2 separate regions of the Danio rerio genome follow, and region 1 is linked to region 2. The links are chromatin contacts, called in public Micro-C maps. All regions are on one chromosome and are shown on one strand. The core of a region is the stretch at or near the end of the contact, and the rest is flanking DNA. Distances in the headings are between cores, read along the strand shown.

The links. Hi-C and Micro-C count contacts between places; a contact is called where the count stands out from the background.
Region 1: a contact with region 2 is called in a Micro-C map of caudal fin, with 3 times the contacts expected there. The contact joins the promoter of sord here to the promoter of ccnb2 in region 2. A contact is called at or near these places in 4 of 18 Hi-C or Micro-C datasets (caudal fin, embryo, fibroblasts and 1 more) and 1 of 4 datasets of contacts at active chromatin or transcription factors (embryo).

The regions. Positions count from the first base shown.
Region 1 is chr7:30,924,831-30,931,692 of GRCz12tu, reverse strand. It overlaps sord (sorbitol dehydrogenase), which reads left to right and starts at 3,400. Exons shown (of 9, transcript NM_001172419.2): 1 at 3,400-3,552; 2 at 3,641-3,674; 3 at 3,755-3,919; 4 at 4,516-4,675; 5 at 4,757-4,875; 6 at 5,101-5,166; 7 at 5,259-5,437; 8 at 5,529-5,650; 9 at 5,757-6,139. The coding sequence starts at 3,499. The coding sequence ends at 5,922. The region is part of intron 8 of apba2b (amyloid beta (A4) precursor protein-binding, family A, member 2b); the gene reads right to left. si:dkey-1h4.4 reads right to left here and starts at 3,134. Exons shown (of 4, transcript XM_021477858.3): 1 at 2,880-3,134; 2 at 1,102-1,522. The coding sequence starts at 3,041.
Region 2 is chr7:30,591,122-30,597,158 of GRCz12tu, reverse strand. It overlaps ccnb2 (cyclin B2), which reads right to left and starts at 4,425. Exons shown (of 8, transcript NM_199430.1): 1 at 4,336-4,425; 2 at 4,064-4,180; 3 at 3,714-3,980; 4 at 3,481-3,639; 5 at 2,406-2,642; 6 at 2,181-2,321; 7 at 1,591-1,701; 8 at 1,142-1,499. The coding sequence starts at 4,353. The coding sequence ends at 1,389. myo1ea (myosin IEa) reads left to right here. Exons shown (of 28, transcript XM_677757.11): 28 at 1-31.

The DNA.
Region 1 (6,862 bases), core at 2,151-4,650, 340 kb before region 2:
GTCGGATGTTCATCATCACCACACTTTGTAGCAAACCATTAGCAAAACATTTAAAATAAAGTTTTAAAAATTTTTATAAAAAAAACATTTATTACATCATGTATCATTAGGGAAAAAAGAGTCAAAGTTTTATATTAATAATAAAAAAACTGTTGCTTATTGTAAGCCTATTGTAATTTATTGGGCAAATAACAAACTGGCCAGCACATTCAACTTTCCTCAGTCAGAATTTGGCCATTTGAATAATAAAAAAGTAAAACATATTAATATAAATAATGTAGAGCTTCACAATTTTTCTAATCTCTTAATTAAAAAAAAACATATTAATATTAATATTGTAGAGCTTCACAATTTTTCTAATCTCTTAATAAAAAAATAAAACATTAATATTAATAATGTAGAGCTTCACAATTTTTTCTAATCTCTTTTGTAAAAAAAAAAAGTAGATTTTGAAAGTTCATGAATAACAAAAATAGCCTAATTAGTATTAAAATAACTTTAATATGGGTCGCTTTTGGTGCTTTAAACCTTTATATGTTTCTTTTGTTTTCTTTCAAGAATAAGGTCCAAGATTCAAAATAAAAGTCACTTGTGGTGAAAGATGACTTCACTTACGTCAGATTCTGTTTTTTTTTTTTTTTTTTTTTTTTTTTGTTTTTTGCATTTATGGGAAGCCTTCTTTGATGCCTTTACAATTTATTACCGCATAGCAGTCAAAATAAGACAAATGAGCTCATGGTTGGGACAAATTCAGGACCTTTTATCAGTGGGGGTGGGTCTTTCAAACCACCCGAACTCTCCCTGGCTATGGGTCTGATAGAACACTAAATCTGCACCAAATAGATTTGTATCTAATAATAATAATAATAATATGTTTTTAATATTAATAATCAGTTGCTAACAAGCAATGATTACTCAAAGTAAAATAGTAACTATTAGTCTTTTAAACATTGACAATACATGTCTGAAAACAGTGAAGTAGAATATCAAAGGTATCATTTAAAGTTTGCATATTGCACCCTGAAACAAACTCTTTTCATGGTGAAACAAGGATTAAACAAATACTAAATAGTCATTTCAATACATGGAAAAGCTTCTAACCTGTTAATACGGTAGGGATGTCTGTAAAACAGTTCTTGTCCAGGTTTATGAAGACCAGAGACGGAAGGTGATTAATATCTTCTGGAAGGTCTTGAAGTTTATTATCAGCCAAGTTTAACCACTGCAAATTGCTGAGGGATCCAAATTGTGATGGTAGATTTGTAATTATATTATTATGGACCCCAAGTTTTTGTAACTTACTGAGTTTTCCAATAGATGATGGTAAGGAGATGAGACCACAGCCTACAGCCCAGAGCTCTCTCAGTTCTGTCAGATCGCCCAGCGCCTCTGGGAGAACTGACAGTGGGTTGTGGTTTATACCAAGATAAGTCAGGTGCTTCAGTGAGCCTATGTTGCTGGGAAGCATGGTCAGCTGGTTTCCGTCCAGTATCAGTTCTTCAAGCTTTTCCAGGTGCAGAATCTTACAGGGGCAGCAAATAGTGTTTTACACATTAATTCTGCTTACTGTACATTATAATATAACTTTAGATATTATCACATGCAGTGCTTGGTTGAATTACAAATTTAGGTTCTGCGCTACAAATTACATGACAAAACATTTTATGAATGACATGATTTTAGGTAATGTATTTTGACTGCTTTTAGAGTACCTTTGATCTAATATGACATTGATTATCATGGGATTATCATAATAAAAAAGAGATATATCATGAAATCATAACATGAAATTATGAAATGCATTAAACATTACATTGTCTGGTTCCCAAACTGAAGAAATACACAGGGAGCTATCATAAATCATGTATAAGCTACATTTAAAATTAAAGCATTATTTTAAAAAATACTTGAACACCCTTTAATAAATGTTATTTGTCGTCCTAGATGTCAGTGTGATATCTACATAAATTAAATAAACATTAATTGATATAACATGTTAGAACTTGATAAATTGAAATATGAACTCTATTTATAATACATACATTGGCTGTGTTTAGTAGTTTGCATAATTATAGTACACAGTATTTGATTGAGAGGTGTTTTGTCCCCAAATTCAGAAGCATGGATTGTAAATAAATTAACACTCATGGCCATTCTATATTGTGAATATTCAAAGCTAAACGATGTGACGTCCATTTTTTAACCTCCTAGGTCTTGAGTGGCCACATACGTGGACAGCACATTTTAGCTCTAAAGTAGCTATTTAAAATACTTTGAATGTTTTATATTTTGTTACAGACATACAGTGTCATCCTGCAACTGCAGCATATGAAATGTCCCAGACACTATTTTTAATTGTACAAAATGGGGAAAAAATATTTTTACTGTCTGATAGTCAAAGCAAGTAAAAAAAATGTTATCTATGCATTAAAAAAAATCAGGAAAAAGTGTTTTATGTAAATTCAGACCACGAGTCCACATAAATTATATGCACATAATTTTTCTCTAACAGTACACCATTTTTAAAAGATGATAGATGATTTTTATTCTAATTAGGTTCCAATAAGCATAATAGCAAAGAGAAATTAAAAAATGCATGTAAATAAGCACCTTGGGCCTTAAGAGGATAAAGTAAAACATTGAGGGTAAATAATAATTAAAGATAATTAAAATGGTTGAAAAAGTGTAAATAGTTTGTTATGCAAAGTAAGTGTAGTAGTGAACATTTAAAAACGTACTATAAATAATTATAAACACAATTTTTATGTGGTTAATAATTCTGTTTACTGCAACCCAGCACTGAATAAAGTGAAGTGTGCTACGAATTCACATTGCAAATAGCAATGTTACCTTGTAATACAAGTAAATTTGTTGAGTACCTCGTCTGGTGGCAAAATGAGCTGGTTATTGTTCAGAAACAGTTTTTTCAAGGTAACGAGTCTCGAAACTCCAGGTGGCAAAACAACGAGACCCCGGTGACTCATGTTCAGACTCTCCTGTTGTTTGTTAAGACACTCTAGTACCATATCATATCCGTCCATTGTATTTTACTTCACGTGGACACGCAATATTTCCGAAAACCTGTAGGATAAATATAAAAGCGAAACACGTCGTCATAGTAACAGACAACTTCCGGCATAGCACATTGTCCTCCGAGTGGGTCTTAGGTGGGACAATGAAAAAAGGGTAGTTATGTAAATAAAAATAAATAGCTGGAATATATAATGCTTAAAAAGGATGACCGGTCCATGCTTTTTATTTTGTATGTACGCTTGCAGAGCGTACTTACTCCTGGTTGTTATTCCCTGACTGCACAAGGCGCAGTTTTGATGTTCTTGAATGAGCCGCTGATAAACAGGAAGAAGTGGGATGGCCAAAGTCTAGTGTGTGTAAGTGAAAGCGCGCATGATCCATGCAAGGGCCAGGCAGGCACTATAAGAACTCATTGAATAGTCGTTTGCAGTAGTTCTGTTTTCTGTGCGTATATAAGAAAATACAATGGACAAAGACAACCTTTCCGTGGTCTTGCACGCAAAAGGAGATCTGAGATTGGTATGACACCTCAAGAGTTTAGCTGATTTTGCATGTCTGAATGCACTTTTAGTTAATAATTGCAGATTTTCTGTATTTTTTTGTATAGGAACAGCGTCCGATTCCGGAGCCAGGACCAAATGGTATTTATGTCACAAAGAAATATTACCGAATGCATTGCAATAAAAGGAATACTTCAGTATATTTATTATTGTTATTGCAGACGTGTTGCTTCAGATGCACTCTGTGGGCATATGTGGATCAGACGTGCACTATTGGCAAAACGGCCGCATTGGAGACTTTGTGGTCAAACAGCCCATGATTCTAGGACATGAAGCCTCTGGTCGAGTGGTGAAGGTCGGCTCTGCTGTCACACACCTTAAACCAGGTTCGTTTTTGGCTTAGTTTGCAGCATTATAACAGTTAGTCAACCCACATAAGAAAAAAACTACATCTGTAGTAGTGTATAGTAAATACTAGTGTGTTTGAACCAAACTAAAGTGTGTTGTACTGTATATAGTATATCTTTTTTCTTTTTTACATCATTTTGATAATGAATGCTACAGCACAGTCAATTTATTATTTATTTATTTTTTGCTGCTTGGTCAAACTACTGTGCTGAAACAACGCAATACTCAAGTTTTTAGGTGGACAACTTAATTGTTTTACGTTAATTTCACTTAAATTTGTCAAAACAATTAAGTAATCTAATCAGTTTGTGTTGGGACAACGTGAAGGAATTGTGTGGAACCCTGCAGCTACAGTGTACTGTAGTTTTACTTATAGTGAATAAATACTGTAAAATCCTTTAGTTTTTATCACTACAAATGTTGTATTGCCATTTCAACTATAGATTTACCACACCAGATTAATTCAAGTACTTTACTATAGTATTGTTCAAAAACATAATAGTACTTAGTATACATGATGACTATAGTATTTTTCATGTGAGGAACTAGTATTGCGGCTATTTTTTGCGCCCAGGGGACAGAGTTGCAGTTGAGCCTGGAGTTCCTCGTGAAGTAGATGAGTTTGTCAAATCTGGACACTACAATCTTTCCCCCAGCATATTCTTCTGTGCCACTCCTCCAGATGACGGAAACCTGTGCAGATACTACAAACACAGCGCCAGCTTCTGCTACAAGTCAGATCACCATAGCTGGATAAATGATACAGCTTAGTTTTGAATCGTATGTGTAATAATTCTAAAGCTATGTGCACGCAGGCTTCCTGATAATGTTACTTATGAAGAAGGAGCCCTGATTGAGCCCCTGTCAGTGGGCATTCATGCCTGCAGGAGGGCAGGAGTCACTCTGGGAAGCTCGGTGTTTGTCTGTGGTGCAGGTCAGCCAGCTCTAATCATTGCACGTATTTATGCAACCGTTACACATTAACTTGTTAATCAGTGTAATGACCTCTGACTTCTTGTCCACTGACCTATGCTTGATGCTAATCTTGTATCACTGAAAGCATGTGTCGTTATTATCAAATACTGTCTCTGGAACGTGACAGATAAAATGTTTAAGCAGTCTGTGGAAACAAAAAGGGTGTTTGTTTTCATCAACACAGGACCCATTGGACTAGTGTCTCTGTTGGCAGCCAAAGCCATGGGTGCTTCACAAGTAATCATAAGTGGTAATGTTTATATTCAGGACATATAAAAGGGAACTATATTGAGATAGACTGCACATCTATACAACATATGATCTTTATGTTTCTATTTGTAGACTTGTCCTCTGATCGGCTTGCCAAGGCAAAAGAGATTGGAGCAGACTTCCTGCTTCCTGTGAAGAAAGAGGATTCACCACAGGACTTGGCTAAAAGAGTGGAGGGAATGCTGGGATGCATGCCTCAAATCTGCATAGAGTGCACCGGAGTGCAGAGCAGCATTCAGACAGCCATCTATGTTGGTTTATTTACTTTATGAAATCATACTGGCTTCACTGTACCTTGATGTCTGGATATTTTTATGTGTCACTGATGGTGTTTGTGTGTAGGCTACTCGTTCTGGAGGAGTGGTGGTGTCGGTTGGTCTTGGTGCTGAGATGGCCACTGTACCGCTTCTCAACGCTGCAGTCAGAGAAGTTGACATCAGAGGTGTATTTCGCTACTGTAACACGTGAGTAGAATTACTGTCAACATCAGTTTATTACAATATGTATATTTCAAAATAAGATTTCACTCTCTTGCACACTTTTACTCATGATACCTCATTGTTGCTGCAGCTGGCCGGTGGCCATTTCTATGTTGGCGTCTAAGAAGGTGAACGTCAAGCCCCTGGTCACCCACCGATTCCCACTGGAACACGCTGTACAGGCTTTCGAGACCACTCGGCAGGGGCTTGGGGTTAAAGTCATGTTAAAATGTGACAAGAACGACCAGAACCCATGAGTCCCACTCCTGTTTATTGCTAGCTACAGTCACTTGAATAAATTGGATTAATCCAACTAATTTTGAAGGCGACCTCACTGTGTTGTCTCAGGTACAACAGTCACTGGCTCACTTTACAATGATTGTACTGTAATTATAATTATGTATAATAATAATAATGTAATTTATGTAACATTGTCAGACTGCAGTTTCTTAATAAAAGATTCATCAGGCTTAAGCTGCGACAGAATGCTTCTTTTGACACATGGATTGAACAGCACTTGACCTGAACCTAACTAGAAGTCTTTAAGAAGTGCTGGAGTTGATTTTGTAAACCGGTTCTCTTCAGGTTTGGTCTGCTCCTAATATCATTTCAAGATCTCTGCCAAAAATGAATGATTAAAATAAACTCTTGATGGAAATTAACTGACACTCCATAAGGTTGTCAAACCAATGCAATTACAAATGTTTACCTTAATCAAAATTAGGTAGTCACAGTTGACTTAAACACATTGAATGATTGTTGGCCAGGTAGTGTATAATTATGGAAGAAAGCTATTGAAGAATAAAGGCTGACAGGCTTATCTGCAGACTGCAGCAAAACGTGCCAAACAGACAAAAATAACAGCGGGACAAACAAGCATACAGTGCTCAGCATATATAAGTACACCCCTCACAAATCTCTCTTTTAAATTTATATTTTAATAGGAAGCTATGCAATATTATATTTGTGCATAAACATTAGATTACTCGGTACTGAAACCAAATCTGGAGCTCTAACAAACATCTAACAAATTAACTTACAATATCGGTCCAAAAACTAGTAAACCCAAATTTATGTTATAGAAAAATATTAAATACAAATTTAAAATATTGTTTTTGCAATATTGTATTTTGCTTGAATTTAGTTGTATTATCTTTCAATTTCTAAACATGTTTGGTGCCTAAAATATTATTTTAA
Region 2 (6,037 bases), core at 3,176-5,675:
CCCTTTTCTAATACACAAATTCAAAACTTCACACTTGTAATCACTGCTCGAATGTTTCTGTATGATGCATTTAAAGTCATTTGGATTCAACCAATAAGAAATCTTCTATCTGGAAGTTAATTTGGGAAGACAGCCAATCAATTTGTTTTGTATGTAAAGCTGCAGTCACACTGGGCTTTTCCTCCCAAAAACTTAAAGCCTGGAGACCTAAAAATGGGAGGGGTTACCCCACAAGTTGTTTGGGTGACCTCCAAGTGGGAGGGATTTATGCCACAAGTAGGTTGGATTTAGGTGGTGTAGACATTAATAAAACACATCAGGCTACTGTGAGGTTGGGTTTAGGGTTGGGGTAGGTCTAAACCAGGGATCACCAAACTTGTTCTTGGAGGTCCGGTGTCCTGCAGATTTTAGCTCCAACCCTAATCAAACACAGTTGAACAAGCTAATCAAGGTCTTAAGCTGTGGCTTTTCCTCCCATAGACTTCCATTCATACGCACGCAAATGAGTCAGACCGGAAACACAGGGTCATGCGTCAAGTTTCGCACATTGCTGCGGTGCAAAGTTCAAGCTTGGTGAACTCTAACCTTTGAATCGCATCACTTGACTGCATGGAGACCAATTGAGGATCAAAACATGACCTTTCTGGACAGAAATTTAAAACATGGAGCAGTCGCTCGCTTTTTAAAATGTCTAATCATCCTGTTTAATCCCACCCTTTTTCGCAGCACCACATGACAGAATAAATCGCAAACTCAAACTCTAATGTGACCGCAGCTTTACTAGGTATACCTGAAACACCCAGGCAGGTGTTGAGGCAAGTTGGAGCTAAACCCTGCAAGGCACCGGACTTCCAGGAACGAGACTGGTGACCCCTGATCTAGTAAGATCTTGATTAGCTGGTTCAGGTGTGTTTGATTAGGGTTGGAGCTAAACTTTTCAGGACACCAGTCCTCCAGGACCAAGCTTGGACATCCCTGGTCTAGACATTAATAAAACACAACAGGTTACTGTGAGGTTGAGTTTAGGTAGGTGTAGACATTCATAAAGCATAATTTGGCAAGACAAGTAGTTGCCTGATTAATTCCTTTAAAGTATATTTTAAGAGAAAAGGAAGAACCCCACAAGCACAGGACAAAGTAGTACTGAATCTTTGGATTTTAATGAATTCAAGTTCCTTTAACAGGTCAAAATACAGATCCTGCAAGTTCATGAAAACGTAAAAGCCAATTTAGACCCTAATCTTAAAAATGTAATCTCCATAAAAAGTAGAAAGTGTTTTATTTATACAGACAGTATGTACATCAGTTTAAAAGCAGCAGTCCATCTCTCACAATGGCTGAAATAAAAATAAAGTGCAGGTTTAGTGTCTGTTCCCTCACGAAAGACCTCAAGAGCTGGGCATCAAAGGAGCGGCCAGATCCTTCACCAGTGAGGACTTGAGCTGTGGAAGCAGACTGATCTTCATGAGTCTGCTGCTTGCGTATTTCTTCCTCACCGTCTGTACATACACATGATCATGAACAGAATATCCAGCAAATTAAAAAAAAATAAAAATAAATAAATAATAATAATAATAAGATGGTGCCTACCAGATGCTTTGAGAGCCCTTCATTGACCATAACCACATTTTTGGCAATAAGCTGCATGATGGGCTTAAGGTGAGCCTCATCATAGGTGGAGTAGTGTTGCTGAGTTGATGACTGAAAGAGGGGGAAAGAAAAAAAAAAAAAATTCAATAGTAAAGGGGCGAATAGCCATCTTTTATCCATGATGCTTTGCTTCAAATACAACTTCCATTAGACAGTCAATTAAGAGTCTAAATAAAACCAGGTAAGAGGTAGCATTTTCCACCATTCACTGGTCAAATAGTATAGGAAACTTTGTATTAAATTACATCCAGCAGATCATTATGCTGAAAAATAATAATAATTTTGCTGCAGAAAGACAAAAAAAAATGAGAATGCTTTAGGCATAATGACACTATGGCCATGACAAAATGCCAAGTGTAACATTAAATTTTCATAAAAACCTTAAAGCTCAAAGCCAAACATGCCTTGCTTAGCTTTCACTTATTTGTAGAGCAAACTTAAAGTATGAAATGGTTTAATTTCAAGTTTACAACTGAAACTCACAGTTCATAAAGAAAGTCATGTGCAGGAAAAAATAAATAAACATTTACCCATTTCTGTCCATCAAGCACTAGTTGAGAGAGGCAGAGAGCAGCAGCTGCAGTCTCAGATGGGTTGTAGTGGACCATGTCATAGTCAAGTAGTGTCAGTTCAAGAAAATATTTAGCAAGTGTGTGCTTCTCCGCATCCGCCTTGAAATCAGATGGAAAAAAGGCAAGCGTTATCTTCTGAAGATCACACAAATTCCATCAGGGATCACAAAAATCAGCACTTACATTCCCAGCCTTTGAAGCTCTCCGTAAGAAGTGCAGAGGCAGAGGACGGCCAAGCTTAAAGTTCAGCCCGCTGAGCATTAGCATCTCCATCTCACGGATCTGAGCTTTTGTGAAGGCATCATCAGCGATGTAGGCGAAGTCCCCAACCATTGGCACATACATTTCTTCATATTTACAAGCAATCAACATGGCAGTGACACCCACCAGCTGAAGTTTTCTACGGGTCACAGGCTGAACCTAGGGATGAGAACAAATAGGGGGCTATAACAGCTTCCACCTAAAATTCGTATTTCTGGCCATTAGGTGGCTAGAGAATTAGCAGAATGTTGAATTCAAAATACAAATTGCTGCAAAGTAAATTAAAACTTATAACAGGATCACAGAGAAAAATTTAAACAAAAATAAACTGAAAAAAAAAGTGATGAAAAATAGTGTAGAATGAGCAATCGTTTACAACTGTGAGAATAATAATAATAAAAAGAAGTGACAAGATAAATTCTGGATGGATTTTAGCCTAGAAAACAAAATAGTTGACAGTTATCCAAGAATCATCATGCACAGTCACTTGGTTAAGGCCAACTAGGACTTAAACGGGTCTAAAAACTGCTGTAGGTGTGTTGATCTCCACCAAAGTGGAATGATTTAAGGAATGACTAGTCAATATATTTATGGATCCACAAACAGATGAGGTAAGGATGTGGTCAAGTTAGAGGAAGGGGAGGGTTGTTTTTAGATCAGATACACCTTCAGACGAAGAATATATGTTTTTATTATATCTTAAATTTCCCACTTAATTTATTCACATTTACCCCTACAGTCACAGTAATGTAAAAACAGTAGTTGTACAGAGTATTATTTTTGTTGTTTATTAAAACAAACCAACAAATTGTATTTTATTAACACCTTCACCACCCCTACAGTCATAGTACCATAAAAATATTAATTATTGTTATACTGCGTTACAAATATGCTATATTGAAGTGCTCATCAACTGTATCCATCTAGACTTTACTAGAGGGGGAAAAAAGGTTTAACCACAAAGCCAAATATAGCTTTAGCAAAACCTGATTCTTACCTGGAGGAAGCGATCAAGAATGGCAACAGTCATGTACAAGGTCTCCTGCAGCAGCTGAAATCTTGAGTGCACCTGAATCAGCCAGTCAACCAGGAGAGCCCGCATTCTCCCATTGATATCATATCCTTCCATATAACGGGGACGGACAGACTGCTGACCCTGCAACCAAAGCACAGCTGTAGAAAGCAAGAACTTTCACAAAATGTGCCACATAAATAAAAAGCCTCATGTACCTCAAGGCGCCTCAGATAGGAATAAATGTCCTTAACATATTCAGAGCACAACTGAGGCATGTCAGCATCTCCTTCGTCGATGTCGTCTACTGGAAAGAGGCTGTTGGAAAAGGCTTGACACAGTTCCTCTTCCTTCATGCTCACATCAGCTTGAGCAGGAGGCACAGTAGCGGCAGGCTTTGGGGCCTCGTGCTGGACCTGGGCACTTTTGGGGTGCACGACAGCTGACCGGCCAGTGGGTTTTACACTTTGCATAGGTACAACCTTCTGTAAAAAGGAAACAAAGGAGTGTGGCAGCACGTTGTTGTTTACGTTCATAAGCTGCTTGGTGCCAAATAAAAGACACGAACCTTTGTCTGAACTGGTTTGTGGGAAAGATTAGACAGTTCGCCAAACACTGGTCTTCTCACTGCACCGCTTACTGGTCCACCTTTGGCACCGACGTAAATGGGATTGCTTGCATTGCGCTGTGTTAAAAACATATATACTTAAAACAAGAAGTTTACATACAAGCCATTTCAATACAAACATTAGCATGCTAGGATAACAACAGTAACGCTGTTTGGATGCTACACATCGAAGAGGTTACGCGCAAACGCTCTTTTCTTCTCCAAATACTCACCAGAGCGTGCATTTCCATGATGAATATTCTTTTTGGTGATGCCTCGGTTAAATTAAATAAAAAAATTTAAAATGCCGTTTAGCTTTGTTTGGCGTTTCTCGTCCAACTCAACTAATAACAAGCCGTGCGTATACAGTACAAAGGCCTGCTGGTGATTCAAATACCGCTCTGCGTTCTCTGATTGGTCACTGGCTCGGGAAATACTAGAGTTCGATTGGATGAAAAGAGAGGCGGCGCTTATCAATCATCCCTCATCTCCGGTTTCACATGTAGCTCTGTCTGTAATAAACGTCATTTATTCATCCGAGAACGATTGAAGTTGTAACTGCAAGTAGGCTAGGGATCATAGACTGTAAAAAAAATAGGGATAAAGTATAATATGATGTTGACACTGTTCCAAAAACCATTGCTATCTAAAGACAGGACATATAAAAAAAATCAATGTTCTCATCATCAGAGAAAGTTGGAAGGCTTGCGTATGAATACCCCAAGACCTAAAAATGATTGTAAAATAATTGTTAAACACAAACCTCATTCTTATACCACATGTGAAATATTTTAATTGGCAAAAGAATTGTGAATAAAATAAGCCTGCAACAACGCCTCTTTATTCTGTGAATCACAAATAATTTGAAAAGTTACAGAGTATAAATATTATTTAATAAAAAAAAAAACAAAGTTGACCGTGACATTGACTTAAATTTTAGGGGAAAATTGCCATCTGGTGATCAAAAAAAAAAAAAAAAAAAAAAAAAGTATATTCTTTCTGTTCGCCTCAAAAAAATATGGGTTGGAGCCAAGGTAGAGTTCAAAGTAATCATAGATTTATACATTTGTTTGTTTGTTGATTTAAGTTTGGGACAAATTAAAACTTTTAACTGCCTTTTAAGGCAAGTGACTTTAAAAAAGTTAAAATACAAATTAAGGAAATTAATTAAGGAATTAAGGAAACAGTGTGCTGTAAAAGAAAAGTACTTGCTGAGTACATGCTGCCTTAATCTGCTGAAGTGCACACTTTAGAACGAGATTTTGGTAAACAGTTTTCACTAGTGTAAAATCTAAAATAAATAATATCAAAGAAAACAAATACAAAAAGGACTAAAATAGATTAACAATTCATGAAGTAAATCAAATAATCAATAAATCAACACCATATCTTTAAATGTGTGTAATTTAACATTAAACATTACAAGAATTTAAATATAAAATATTCCAAAAAAATATATTCCAAACTATGTTTTATACATTTTATAATGTCATTTTTTAAAGGTATAAACAAGGCGCCTTGTACAAGGATGGCCATATGTAGGAAAACCCTCGGTTTAGATTGTGGGCTGATAGCCTACATAAAATTAACACATAAATTACTATATTTGTAATGGATTTGTCACTTTTAACTTCTGAAAACTATAAAAAAAAATGAAAATATTGATTTAAACATACGGTTGTTGTTATTATGGTCAGTTATTTATATCCTTGTTTACAAATAAGCTACACTTCATTGAAAATGTGTTGCACACATAGATATCACCTTTTTGGAAAGGACGATGCTGTATAACTGCAGGTAAACTACTGTCCACCCTATACACTAAAAACTTTTCTTATTTAGACTGTAATGTCATAAAGTGCACTTTTTGTAAAGCGGCTTTGGAAGGATAATTATTTTGAAAGGTATCATTAATTGTTTTTTGTACGTATTATT